4 separate regions of the Mus musculus genome follow, and all the other regions are linked to region 3. The links are chromatin contacts, called in public HiChIP or PLAC-seq and promoter capture Hi-C maps. All regions are on one chromosome and are shown on one strand. The core of a region is the stretch at or near the end of the contact, and the rest is flanking DNA. Distances in the headings are between cores, read along the strand shown. Region 1 overlaps Cdh20 (cadherin 20). Region 2 overlaps Bcl2 (B cell leukemia/lymphoma 2). Region 3 holds the start of Pign (phosphatidylinositol glycan anchor biosynthesis, class N). Region 4 has its middle 7.9 kb from the start of Gm41928.

Region 1 (2,700 bases), core at 128-2,627, 670 kb before region 3:
CACTTCCTGGAAAAATGTTTTCAGTTACAAAGATAAATAGTTCAATGGGATTATCTCTATATCTCCTTTAAACCCCAGTGAACACACCTACTCCCCCCAAAACACACACACACACATTTGTTGGGATAAAATTTTATCCAAACCTTCAAGGGCACAGCTAACAATGTGCCACTTCTTTGGTAACAGACTGAACTATATAAAATGTCACTGCTCAGTCCTTCCCTCCCATGAAAACCGCTGGCTTCAGAAAATTACAAATACCTCTCTAACTAAAAGTCTTTTTGAGGAATCTGGGGTTACTGGACCTAAAGTCATTCACTTATGCTTTTAAAAGTATTTCTGTTCTTTTTTTTCTTTCTTTCTTTTCTTTTTTTTTTTTTTTTTTTTTAGAATTCATAAAGTGTATCTTAAACTCTTTCTAGATCTACCCACATCCTCAAGTTTGTGTCCTTTTTCAAATAAATAAATAAATAAATACTCCAATTTGAGCACCCAGTACTCCTGAGTATGGAGCTATCCAAGGAAAAAGAGGTTGCCCTACCAAGAGCCAAGCCCTTGAAGAGAACTCCAGAAACTATTAACTGTCCATAGCTCCTTGGTTAGGTTTAGAGTCTGATAAGCTCCTTCCCACAATGCTCTTAGTTTTTGAAGGAGGCATAAAAGACAGATTTCTGTAGCTCATACTTAGCGTAAATATCTGCATTCATTATTTGTGGATGTATGGTTGTATCTATAGTAGAATCCTATTACAATGCTAAAGCAAAAAAGCAGAATCTCACCTAATGAGATTTTTAGATTATAGCAAATGTATATGAAACTCATTACTGTATAAGAGTGCATGATCTGATCCATAGCATAGCTTCTACAGCAGGCCGCTGTGCTTTGTGTCGTCTTAGTGGAATTTCATAACGGTTCATTGTGTGTCTACACACAATTTTAAAGCAGCAAGTTTCTATGAGACTATGTAGTTTCTTAGGAGTCTAAGAAATATAACGCCTTCTTTACCCCAAGAGCTCTTAAATATAACAAATCACAGCGAGGATCAGGCAGACCTGAACTAAACTCACTAACGTTTGAATTACCAAAGCTGACCTGGGTGCCACTCTGAGCCCTTCTTTGCCCCCTTGCTTAATAAACTGTTTCTTGAGACTGACACATCTCGTCCTTTGTGTTCCCGTCAGTGTTGGTGCTGCTCATCCTGTCCATGAGGCGACATCGCAAACAACCCTACATCATCGACGACGATGAGAACATCCACGAGAACATTGTGCGCTACGACGACGAGGGGGGCGGCGAAGAGGACACAGAGGCCTTCGACATCGCAGCCATGTGGAACCCGCGCGAGGCGCAGGCAGGCGCCGCCCCCAAGACGCGCCAGGACATGCTCCCCGAGATCGAGAGCCTGTCCCGCTACGTGCCTCAGACCTGCGCGGTCAGCAGCACGGTCCACAGCTACGTGCTGGCCAAGCTCTACGAGGCCGACATGGACCTGTGGGCCCCGCCCTTCGACTCCCTGCAGACCTACATGTTTGAAGGGGACGGCTCTGTGGCCGGCTCGCTCAGCTCCCTGCAGTCAGCCACCTCGGACTCAGAGCAGAGCTTTGATTTCCTCACGGACTGGGGACCCCGCTTCCGAAAACTGGCAGAACTCTACGGGGCGTCCGAGGGGCCCGCGCCCTTGTGGTGACAGAAGCCCGGAGGCAAAGGGGCACCCAAATCCAGACGTTCTCAAAGGCTGCTTCTCATGCCCGAGGCGCGGCCACCCCAGGAGCAATATTGTGCTGGACAGTGAGGATGGGAGTGAGTGGACCCAGCAGAGCTCTCTCTGGATCAGCTTTACTTGGTTAGACTAAGCTAAATAATCAGAAGGAAACCCAGGAGAAGAGGGCAGAATCTCCAATTACCATTTTAATTTCTTTTTTTGACACTGTATTCACAGGTTTGAATTATTAAAGCTTGGCTCTTTTTGTTTGTTTCTTTATTCCTTTGTTTTTTCCTATTCACCAAGGCTTTTGTCACTTTACCACCAAGAAAAGGTGCCAGTGTTAACTACACAGATAGTAGGTGAGGGCGGGAGTGGAGGCAGGGAGCAAGTCCTACTCTAGTTTTTCTGCATCGTCAGATCTGCAGAAACCAACACACACACACACACACACACACACACACACACACACACACACACACCACTGAAAAATTATTCCTCAGTGAAATCATCTTACTTGTTCTAAGGTGGGTGGTACATTATTTAACTCTTTTGAGACAAGGTTTAGACTTTCCCGGCCTTGCATGGGGAATGGTTGGGGAGGGTGGGAGAAGGAAGAGACATTGACATTGACGTGTGCTCTCATGTAAGAGCTGAACAGAGAGTTCGCATTGTAGCTGATCCAGCATCAACACGTTAGTGTGCGGTGTTCTCCTGACAGCTTTTTATGCCTTCGTAAAAGCCAGAAGGAAAGCAGAAAAGCTGCCTCGTGCACTGTAGATGTCTCTTCTGAGTGCCAAATGTGGAGATCAGATGCAACAAAAGAAAGCCAAATAAGAAGTATCTGATAAAAGCATGGGTTAGAGGGCTTTCCTAATCTGTGTAAAGTCAATCCAAGGGATGTTTACATACTGTAGATAACCTACTTGAACAAAATCAGTATTATAGAGAAGAAATGGATGTAAGAGTATTACCTGTAAAAGTTTTGTATATTTGTT
Region 2 (2,700 bases), core at 22-2,521, 960 kb after region 3:
AGAAGAGGGGAAAAGAGGGGAGGGGAGAAGAGGAGAGGAGATTCTCCTTTGGGAGAGAAGGAAAGTAGAGGGGTTAGGAAGATCACTCAGTGGATAACACGCTTGCTATGCAAGCACGAAATCTTTACTTCTGATCCCAGAACACATGTAAAACCAGGAACAGTGTGATCCAGTGCTTAGGATATGAGGTAGGGGTCAGGGGGTGGACACAAACAGGTGGATCTCAAGGATTTGGTGGCCAGGCAAGACTACCTAAACATAGAATTCCAGGTTCAGTTAGAGACTGTCTCAAATAGAAAAAAAAGAAGGAAGGAGAAAAAAAGACAAGAAGGCTGAAAGTGTTACAGAAAGAACCAACTCTCAACCTCAGGTCTCTTAATGGACACATGCATCCACCACCACCACTACATGTACACACACACACACACACACACACACCTACTCTCTGACACACACACATACACATGTACACCTACTCCTCACATACACATGCATACAAACACAGACACACAGACACACACACACTTCTACCCTCTGACACACACACACACACACACACACACACACACACACACACATGTACACATACCCCTCACATACATATGCATGCACACATAGACACACACACACAGAGACACACACACACACACACACCACCCCATCTCATTTAAAAGGAAAAAACTGGATCATCATAAACCACTTAAATGACTCTATAAGTAGTATTACCATATATGGTAAAAGAGAAAAATAAAAACAACATACAAAGATTTTGTGGTTTTCCCAAAATGTCACAATGATTTCAGGCACAGCAACCATCACTTCCAAGTGACTGGACAACCAGCCAAGAGCTAGTGGCTGTTTAACTGTTCCTGCCTGTGATGTGGTAAGAAAACAGTGGCCATCTTTTTAATTCATCCCAGCTTCCTACTCACTGGCTGTGGAGGGGGTGGGAAGGAAGGAGGAAATGGTTTCTTTCAGTAAAATGAAGGCTTGAACAAATTGATTTCTGAAAATCTCTTTCTCCCTCCCTTCCTCCCTCCTTTCCCCCTCTCTCTGTGTGTGCACATGCGCATATGTGGAGGCACAAGTGCAGGTTTCAGAGGCTGACTTCAGGTATCTTTCTCTTCCCTTCTCTGTCTTTGTTTTTGAGACAGGTCTTTCACACAGTCTTGGAATGAAGCGTTTTGGTTCCAGCAAACCCTGGGGGGCCTCCCTTCTCTATCCAGCACTGAACATGATGTCACCTACCTGGCTTTCATGTGACTGTTGAAAATTCAAATTTGGGTCCCCATGCTTACAAAGCAAGCGCTTTATCCACTGAGTCATCTCCTCAGCCACTAAAGAAACTGTTGATCTCTGACAATCCACATCCTTTAGAATCAATTCCAGGTTTTATGTATTATGTTCTAGGTTTATCTTCCTTGATGTTAAGCAAAAGACCAAGAAGCAATAGGCTTAATTCAAATGTTGACTTAAGTATTTATTTCCAAGAAAATGGTAAACACTGGATTAATTGTATTGGTCCCTTCCCAGTGCAAACAAGTGAAGTTCTTAAGAAAATGCCACAGATCTACACCTGAAGTAAAGGAATGGTGGGGGGGAGGGGGGTGCGGGGGGGGGGGCAAGGAAAAGAAGCAAATGAAGAAAAAGTAGAGACATAAAATTTGAAGCCAAATTTAATCAAAAGTTGATATCATGGCATCCCACACAATTACCCACTGAGACACTGGGGATGCCATGGTGAGTCTAATGCCCATGAAGAAATGTGACTTTGTTCCTATATGAAGTAAGTAGCCCTGATTGGACTCTCTCATCTCAAAGCCTCAAATTTCTTATTGCCCATTGGTTCTGAGATGAAAAGGAGAAAAAGCCATAGGCTGTACTGACAATTCTGGAATTTTGGTTTCTTTAACACAGAAATAACATTAAAAAAAGAGATTTGGTTGTAATCCTAGATACGGGGATAAGGGACTGCCTTAGACTGTCCAGATCAGCTGACTCTGATTCTTGGGCTCTGACAGAGGCGTGGTTTTGCCAGCAGCAGATAGTTTTTGTGGTTGTGTGATATTTAGAATTCTAGAAACTTTTCAGAGGGCATAAATGCAAGAGCCCCCTAGGTGGGTGGGTGCTTGCTGGTCATTCAGTGGGGTTGTTTGCAGTTTGTCAGTAGCTGTGCTCAAGAATAAATAAGAAGAAAAAAATTATAATTAAGGATCCCCCCTCATCCCTGTTATAATTTTTTGTCTCCAATCTAGTGATGGGGGTTGAAGTGGGGGTGGCAGATGCAGTAAAGTTAGGATAAAGTAGGATCCACAAAGCAGAAAAGACCAGCTACACATAGGCATACAGTCATTTCCATAGCCTTTAGACACTTTTGGAAAAGTTCCCAAAGTAAAGCACATGAAGTTATAGAGTCTCAAATTTAAGCTACCTTAGAACACCATGGCAAGAAAGTAATATAAACACAGCTCTGGGATACTAAAAATCCTTAACTCTTCAGAAATAAAAAATATGGGAGCATTTGGTAGTGATGGCTTCTCAGTGTAGAGCTGGGTATGGTGGCACACTTGGGAAGCTAAAACAAGTGTATCAGGTAATTTGAGGTGTGGAAGATACCTTATGTTTAAGTCTACCAACATTAGTTAGTGAGACTTTGTCTCAAAACAAGCAAACTAAAAGATTTGACAATTAGAAACTTGC
Region 3 (2,700 bases), core at 189-2,688:
TTTACTATTTGGGCTAACTTTCTCCCCATCTCCCGGTCTCCTATGCTCATTTAAACCACCCACCCCAACCTCCAGTATTCCCCCTCCCACCTTCATATCACATGTAACATACTTTAAAAGCTCCTGTTAAAAAGCCCAAATAATAACTATATAGTAATACCAACCAAAGAAAGCATTTCAGAGCCTCATTCAAATGAAATTTTAGTTTCCTGTGAGACTGATTAAACTGAAATTAAAACCTACACTTAACTGCTGGGATACTTTACATGTAAACCGGTAACCAGACCTGAGGTCATATAACAATGCTCTATTTTTATTTTCCACAAAGATAAAGGAGATACTTCATTATATATATCAGAGCAGATGGTTAGCACTGTTGGCTATTTATTTTGTTGTCTGTTAGGACCTGGTGTTAATAAGAACTTAATTCTAAAACCAGGAAAAAGTGGCATTCTATGTTTAACAAAATAGAAGATATGAGGGCTAGGAGTCTAATAGCGACAGGGAAACTTCTTATCACCTCAAACTACAATCAAGGAATAGCATAAAGGATAAATGATATTCCAAACCTACGAGTATAGTTATGTGCTAAATGTTTCATAAAGGCCATCAAATCTCTCTACAGAGTACAATTTTTTAAATCGCTAAAATTTGATTGATCCATAAAGAAAACCTCGATTCTAGCCTAAATGGACTTAGCAAGGTTTCAGGGGATTGTGGAAAAGAATGGTTTTGGACAAAAGATAGGTGATACTTGTTCCAACGAATGTGTCCTAGTGCAGTGGACATGACCAGGCCACTGAAGCGGCCCAGACAACTTAGTTGTACTGAAGAGATAGCGCTGATAGTTTGAAAAGTTCCTTTGATGTAAAGTGTATGTTAATTTCCATGGGTTTACATATTACTTAGTTTGTCGTCCAAGACCAGGCTGTTCACAGATGAGTGTAAAGGCATCTCGAAACTCAAATGTTGCAACTTCCGTCCAGGCTCTATCTGCACCCTTCAGCTTTCTAAGTCCTATTCCCGGACGGAGGGGGCGGGAAGGCGCCCTCCTTAACCACAAGGAGGCCATGCCGTCGCCAGATCTCCAGGGGAGAGAGCAGATGGCTGGGAAACTAGGGAAGAGCAAAGAAGCCAGATTCTGACCGCTGCTCAGAGCACTTGCTATCTGGGCGGTGACAGCAAACAGCGACAAAAAACTGAAGCGTGAAGGGAGAAGCGGGCGTGGGAACACCTTAAGTGCAAGGGTCCCGGGACTTTACCTGAGAACTATCCGGCTCAGGCCCAGTCTTGGGAACGGGACCTCCTCAGAACGAAGGCAGGACCCAGGGCGGTGAAAGATGTCGGGAGGGTTCCCTTCAACCCTCAAAAACCACAGCCAAATCGTACCCCTCAGCGACCTCCACCTCTACTGCTCCAGGGAACGCCCCCAACCTGCCCCAGGCCTTCGCTGCTCTCGCGATAACTCTCTGGCCAGGTCCTGTAACTCCAGCCAATCCTCGAGAGCTTGTGGGCGGGGTCTTATGTTTGAGCCTGGAGCGGTTCCTTCGATCTTGCCACTCCAAGGCCAGAGGTGGGTGGGGCTGAGGCGGGGACGGGGCGGGGCGAAGATGGGACCAAGCCAGTTCTCGCGAGACTAGGGACCAGGAAGACGCCTGCAGAGTCGGCTACTGGTGCAGCAGCGGCTGAGACGGGAGGTGCTGCTGCATACCGGGCTCCTGCCTCCCAGTCCGGCCTAGGCTCTAGGTGAGGAGAGGTGCGGTCGGCCTGGGCTGCCTAGGTGGTCGGCGGCTCTCGGGACCTAACGGGGATTCAGGCTGAGGGCCTGTCGGGCCAAGCAGGGAAGCACCCACATTCCTGACAGAATAAGATGGCGGCGATGGCGCCCGGAGGTGGTGGCAGTGGTAGCGGAGTAAATCCTTTCCTCAGTGATTCGGATGAGGACGACGACGAGGTAGCGGCAACCGAGGACCGGCGGGCAGGACTTCGGCTGGGTGCCGGGGTCGGCCTAGATCCTGGTTCTGCAGGCTCCCTGTCGCCACAGGACCCCATGGCCCTGGGAAGCAGCGCGCGGCCGGGGCTCGCTGTGGAGATGTCCGCCGCCCCGGCGGCTCCGGGGGGCAGCGGGGAGACCCCTGCCCGATTGTCAATCGATGCCATCGCCGCTCAGCTGTTGCGCGATCAATACTTGCTGACCGCCCTGGAGCTGCACACCGAGCTGTTGGAGAGCGGCCGCGAGCTACCACGACTGCGCGATTACTTCTCCAATCCTGGCAACTTCGAGAGGCAGAGTGGGACCCCCCCAGGGATGGGGGCGCCCGGGATCCCTGGCGCCTCCATCGTCGGAGGCGCTGGAGGTCGGGAACCGAGTACGACGTCGGGCGGAGGACAGCTCAGTAAGTAGGCGTCGCCTGTCACACCTGCAGATGGGGGATTAGAGTTGGAGTGCAGCTGAAGGGGATTGTGGGCGGGTACTGAGTCTAGGGTCGTCTTGAGAAGGGAGAGTATGTTGAGTGAGATGCGAGGTGTCCTGTGTACTGCAAACAGAAAGATCCTGCTGTAGCTCTTCTTTGCATTGGTTTCCGATCTTTGGCAGGTGTTGTACAGCTCCTGGCTCCCCGTTGGTGTTGGGACCTATAACATCAGGGTTTCCAGTTTATTGAGTATTATGGCACTCTAGAAAGCTTCCTTATTGCCTGG
Region 4 (2,700 bases), core at 130-2,629, 850 kb after region 3:
TCTCCTACGTCTGTCAGAAGGGAGCCTCCCCAAGATGCAGCAAACCCAGCCAGTCAGCGAGGCACTGTGATGGTTCTTTGTCTGAGCTATTCTTCTCAACAAAGACATCAGACAATGACAAGCACAACAAAGACAATCCTGGTAGAGCAACAATGGGGCTGGGATGTAAAATGATGCACCCAGGCATTTCTGTGGGTCTCAGAAGTGAGGACCACTGTCAGTCAGCAGTTAGTTATGTAAGCCCTGAAGTCACAGCAGCCTTCCTCCCTCCAGGAAAGGCAGGCAGAAAGCTCTTCATCCAATAGGCTTAAGAAGGCAGGACAGAACCTTCCCATCCCCCTGAAACCCCATGGTAGCCCAGATAATTCAGTACTTGAATTTTTGTTAAACCTACTTCTCTTAATTATGTTTCTATTGCTGGGATAAACACCACAAATAAAAGCAGTTTTCGGAGGAAACCGGCTGATGGTCCATCATGAAGAGAACTCGGCACAGGAGCTCAAGGTAAGAACCTAGAATCAGGAACCGAAGCAGAGGCCATGAAGGAACATTGCTTACTGGCTTGTTTCCCATGGCTTGCTCGGCTCACTCTCTCTTATGTTTCACACCCACCTGCACAGGGGTGACACTGCCCCTACGAGGCTGGGCTCTCCCACATCAATCATTAATTAGGAAAATGGCTCACAGGCTTGCCTCCAGGCCAAGGTGATGAAAGCATCTTCTCACCCACGGTTCCTTCTTTCTAATGATGTCTAGATTAATGTCGGATTGACAAAAACCAACATGCACACTAGTAGACTTTTGGGGTGTTTACATTGCTTAGAACTAACTATTCATTTACCTGTTATTTGTTGATTGTCTCCACAGTCCAACCAGAGGCCATACTGTGGAGACATATGGTAAGGTCCTCAAATGACCCTGGGACACACACAGGTCCAAGTCAAGGCTATGGGAAGTATTATGAAGGCAACATGGATCCTGGCTGTCAAGGGCCACGTTCTTTCTGAGTTTAGGGTTCTGTTGGTAGTACAGAAGAAGCATGCCAGGGATTTAGGTCACATATTGAGAATCTTATGACTCTGAAGCCTACTTTGTTACTTCCTTCCATCTAAGTACTAGTTAGGCTCAACGCTGCCCAGCTTCCAAGCCCAGTATGTTCAGAGTGGCTGGGCTGCCCTAGACTTATAATGCTGGCTGGCTGTACAGTAAGCACAGCCTCTCTCACCTCTTGGTATTCCTGCATAGCCACCCCCTCCGTATCCCTGCACAGACCTCCCCTCCCCCCCCCGTCAGTATCCCTGCACAGCCTCCCCCACCCTCAGTATCCATGCCAACCCCAGAGATGAGTGATTTGCTCCAGTTTTGTCAGTTCAAACCACATCCTGCCCATTTCCACTTTCCACAACCGGCTCATGACACCGGTGACTCTAAGATGTGGCAGGCTTCTGGGCCAAGAAACAGCAGAGATCTGTTTCGCAGAAGTGAAAATCATCTAGTGGTCACCCATCAGGTAAGCTTTCCCTCCCCAAGTCCCCCATCTGCAGATGAGGCTGACACTCAGCCTGCGGTCACCAACTTAACCATAGCTTTCCCCTAAAGGAAAGTTAAGCCTGAGGCAGGAAGGTCAGTGGTGCACTCACGAAGGAGCTACACTCATCTGGTTCAAGGCCTGAAGCCAAGAATGTAGCCTCCCATAGTTGGTAAGGACACAAAGAGAGCATCTCTTCACTTTACAGATGGGGGTGGGGGGAGTTAGTTCAGGGGCCAGACTGATAGAGGCAGAAGCTAAGCTGGAACCTCAGTCAAGTTCACTCAAAGACAATCAGTTTGGCCCAGGTCTGTGAGTTATCATTGAACTGAGGAGTTAGGTGACCAAACGATGCATCTCATAGCTGGACACTGTCTATTAAAAGCCAGCAGAAGGGCAGTTACTAGTTTAGCAAACAGCACAGAAGTCATGCTTAAGGTGTTAGGTGATCAAGGACACCAATACAAATAAACATTTTAAGGCCGGGTAGGGTGGCACACACCTGGACGTCCTGGCAATGAGGAGGTGAGGACGGGAGGATCATGAGTTCAAAGGTAAAATGAGCCATCTATCAAAAGTGTACCTTTAAAAATCAAAATAGAAATCAGAATAAATAATTTGAAGGAATTTAACACTTGAAGTGGAAGAAAAAGAGGAGGATGGGGAGACAGAAAGCAGAAGAGGAGAGGCAGGAGATGACAAGATGCAACACTCAGGAGGTCATTCTGGGCTAAAGAGGTGGCTCAGTGGCTTTTCCAGAGGATTCAGGTTAGCTTCCCAGTACCCATGTCAGGTGGCCTCACAGCCAGCTCAAGTCCACAGACATGAGACCAGACACCCTCTTCTAGCCTCAGTAGACATCTGCATACATCTACAAATACCTTTATACTCTCTCTCTCTCTCTCTCTCTCTTTCTCTCTCTCTCTCTCTCACACACACACACACACACACACACACACACACACACAGACAATTTACAATTTTTAAATAAATAAGTCAATTAAAAAGTTGTCAAAGAAGTCATCATGAAAAATAGACCTTTGAAGAATTCTTAATCCTATGATTTGAAGGAGGCGGGTGCTAGGAATGAAACTCATGGCCTTGTCCATGTTAGGCAAAAGCTCTACCACTGAGCAGTTGTTCAGCCCCTTTGCAATTGTTAAATGCATTCG

What was found. Promoter capture Hi-C pulls out the DNA fragments that hold promoters and counts their contacts. HiChIP or PLAC-seq counts read pairs in DNA pulled down with a chosen protein or histone mark.
Region 1: a contact with region 3 is called in an H3K4me3 HiChIP or PLAC-seq map of neural tube, with 7 times the contacts expected there. The contact joins the enhancer-like site here to the promoter of Pign in region 3. A contact is called at or near these places in 23 of 39 promoter capture datasets (the 3T3-L1 cell line, 3T3-L1-derived adipocytes, the C10 cell line and 13 more), 1 of 484 Hi-C or Micro-C datasets (the HPC-7 cell line), 23 of 115 datasets of contacts at active chromatin or transcription factors (the 230-238 cell line, T-cell acute lymphoblastic leukemia, bone marrow-derived macrophages and 13 more) and 2 of 9 other capture datasets (adipose tissue and liver).
Region 2: a contact with region 3 is called in an H3K4me3 HiChIP or PLAC-seq map of bone marrow-derived macrophages, with 3 times the contacts expected there. The contact joins the enhancer-like site here to the promoter of Pign in region 3. A contact is called at or near these places in 3 of 39 promoter capture datasets (the 3T3-L1 cell line, 3T3-L1-derived adipocytes and the HPC-7 cell line), 2 of 115 datasets of contacts at active chromatin or transcription factors (the 230-238 cell line and bone marrow-derived macrophages) and 2 of 9 other capture datasets (adipose tissue and liver).
Region 4: a contact with region 3 is called in a promoter capture Hi-C map of pre-B cells, with 2.8 times the contacts expected there. The contact joins the enhancer-like site here to the promoter of Pign in region 3. A contact is called at or near these places in 2 of 39 promoter capture datasets (the HPC-7 cell line and pre-B cells), 2 of 115 datasets of contacts at active chromatin or transcription factors (the 230-238 cell line and large pre-B cells) and 2 of 9 other capture datasets (adipose tissue and liver).

Annotation. Positions count from the first base shown.
Region 1 is chr1:104,992,699-104,995,398 of GRCm38.p6, forward strand. It overlaps Cdh20 (cadherin 20), which reads left to right. Exons shown (of 12, transcript NM_011800.5): 12 at 1,182-2,700. The coding sequence ends at 1,687. Among named protein-coding and RNA genes, the nearest start is that of Gm29012, 120 kb to the right of the region's middle. Within about 2 kb of position 1,378, at least 56 of the 459 cell types and tissues checked have an H3K27ac peak or open chromatin away from gene starts, as enhancers often do. A contact at or near this core is called in embryonic basal ganglia, neural tube and second pharyngeal arch cranial neural crest, where this site is marked.
Region 2 is chr1:106,619,505-106,622,204 of GRCm38.p6, forward strand. All of the region lies in intron 1 of Bcl2 (B cell leukemia/lymphoma 2), which reads right to left. Among named protein-coding and RNA genes, the nearest start is that of Gm37053, 5.9 kb to the left of the region's middle. Within about 2 kb of position 1,272, at least 20 of the 459 cell types and tissues checked have an H3K27ac peak or open chromatin away from gene starts, as enhancers often do. A contact at or near this core is called in bone marrow-derived macrophages, where this site is marked.
Region 3 is chr1:105,662,238-105,664,937 of GRCm38.p6, forward strand. Pign (phosphatidylinositol glycan anchor biosynthesis, class N) reads right to left here and starts at 1,439. Exons shown (of 31, transcript NM_013784.3): 1 at 1,263-1,439. It overlaps Relch (RAB11 binding and LisH domain, coiled-coil and HEAT repeat containing), which reads left to right and starts at 1,624. Exons shown (of 29, transcript NM_173187.4): 1 at 1,624-2,396. The coding sequence starts at 1,871.
Region 4 is chr1:106,514,377-106,517,076 of GRCm38.p6, forward strand. No RefSeq gene overlaps it. Among named protein-coding and RNA genes, the nearest start is that of Gm41928, 7.9 kb to the right of the region's middle. Within about 2 kb of position 1,380, at least 85 of the 459 cell types and tissues checked have an H3K27ac peak or open chromatin away from gene starts, as enhancers often do. A contact at or near this core is called in the 230-238 cell line, the HPC-7 cell line and pre-B cells, where this site is marked.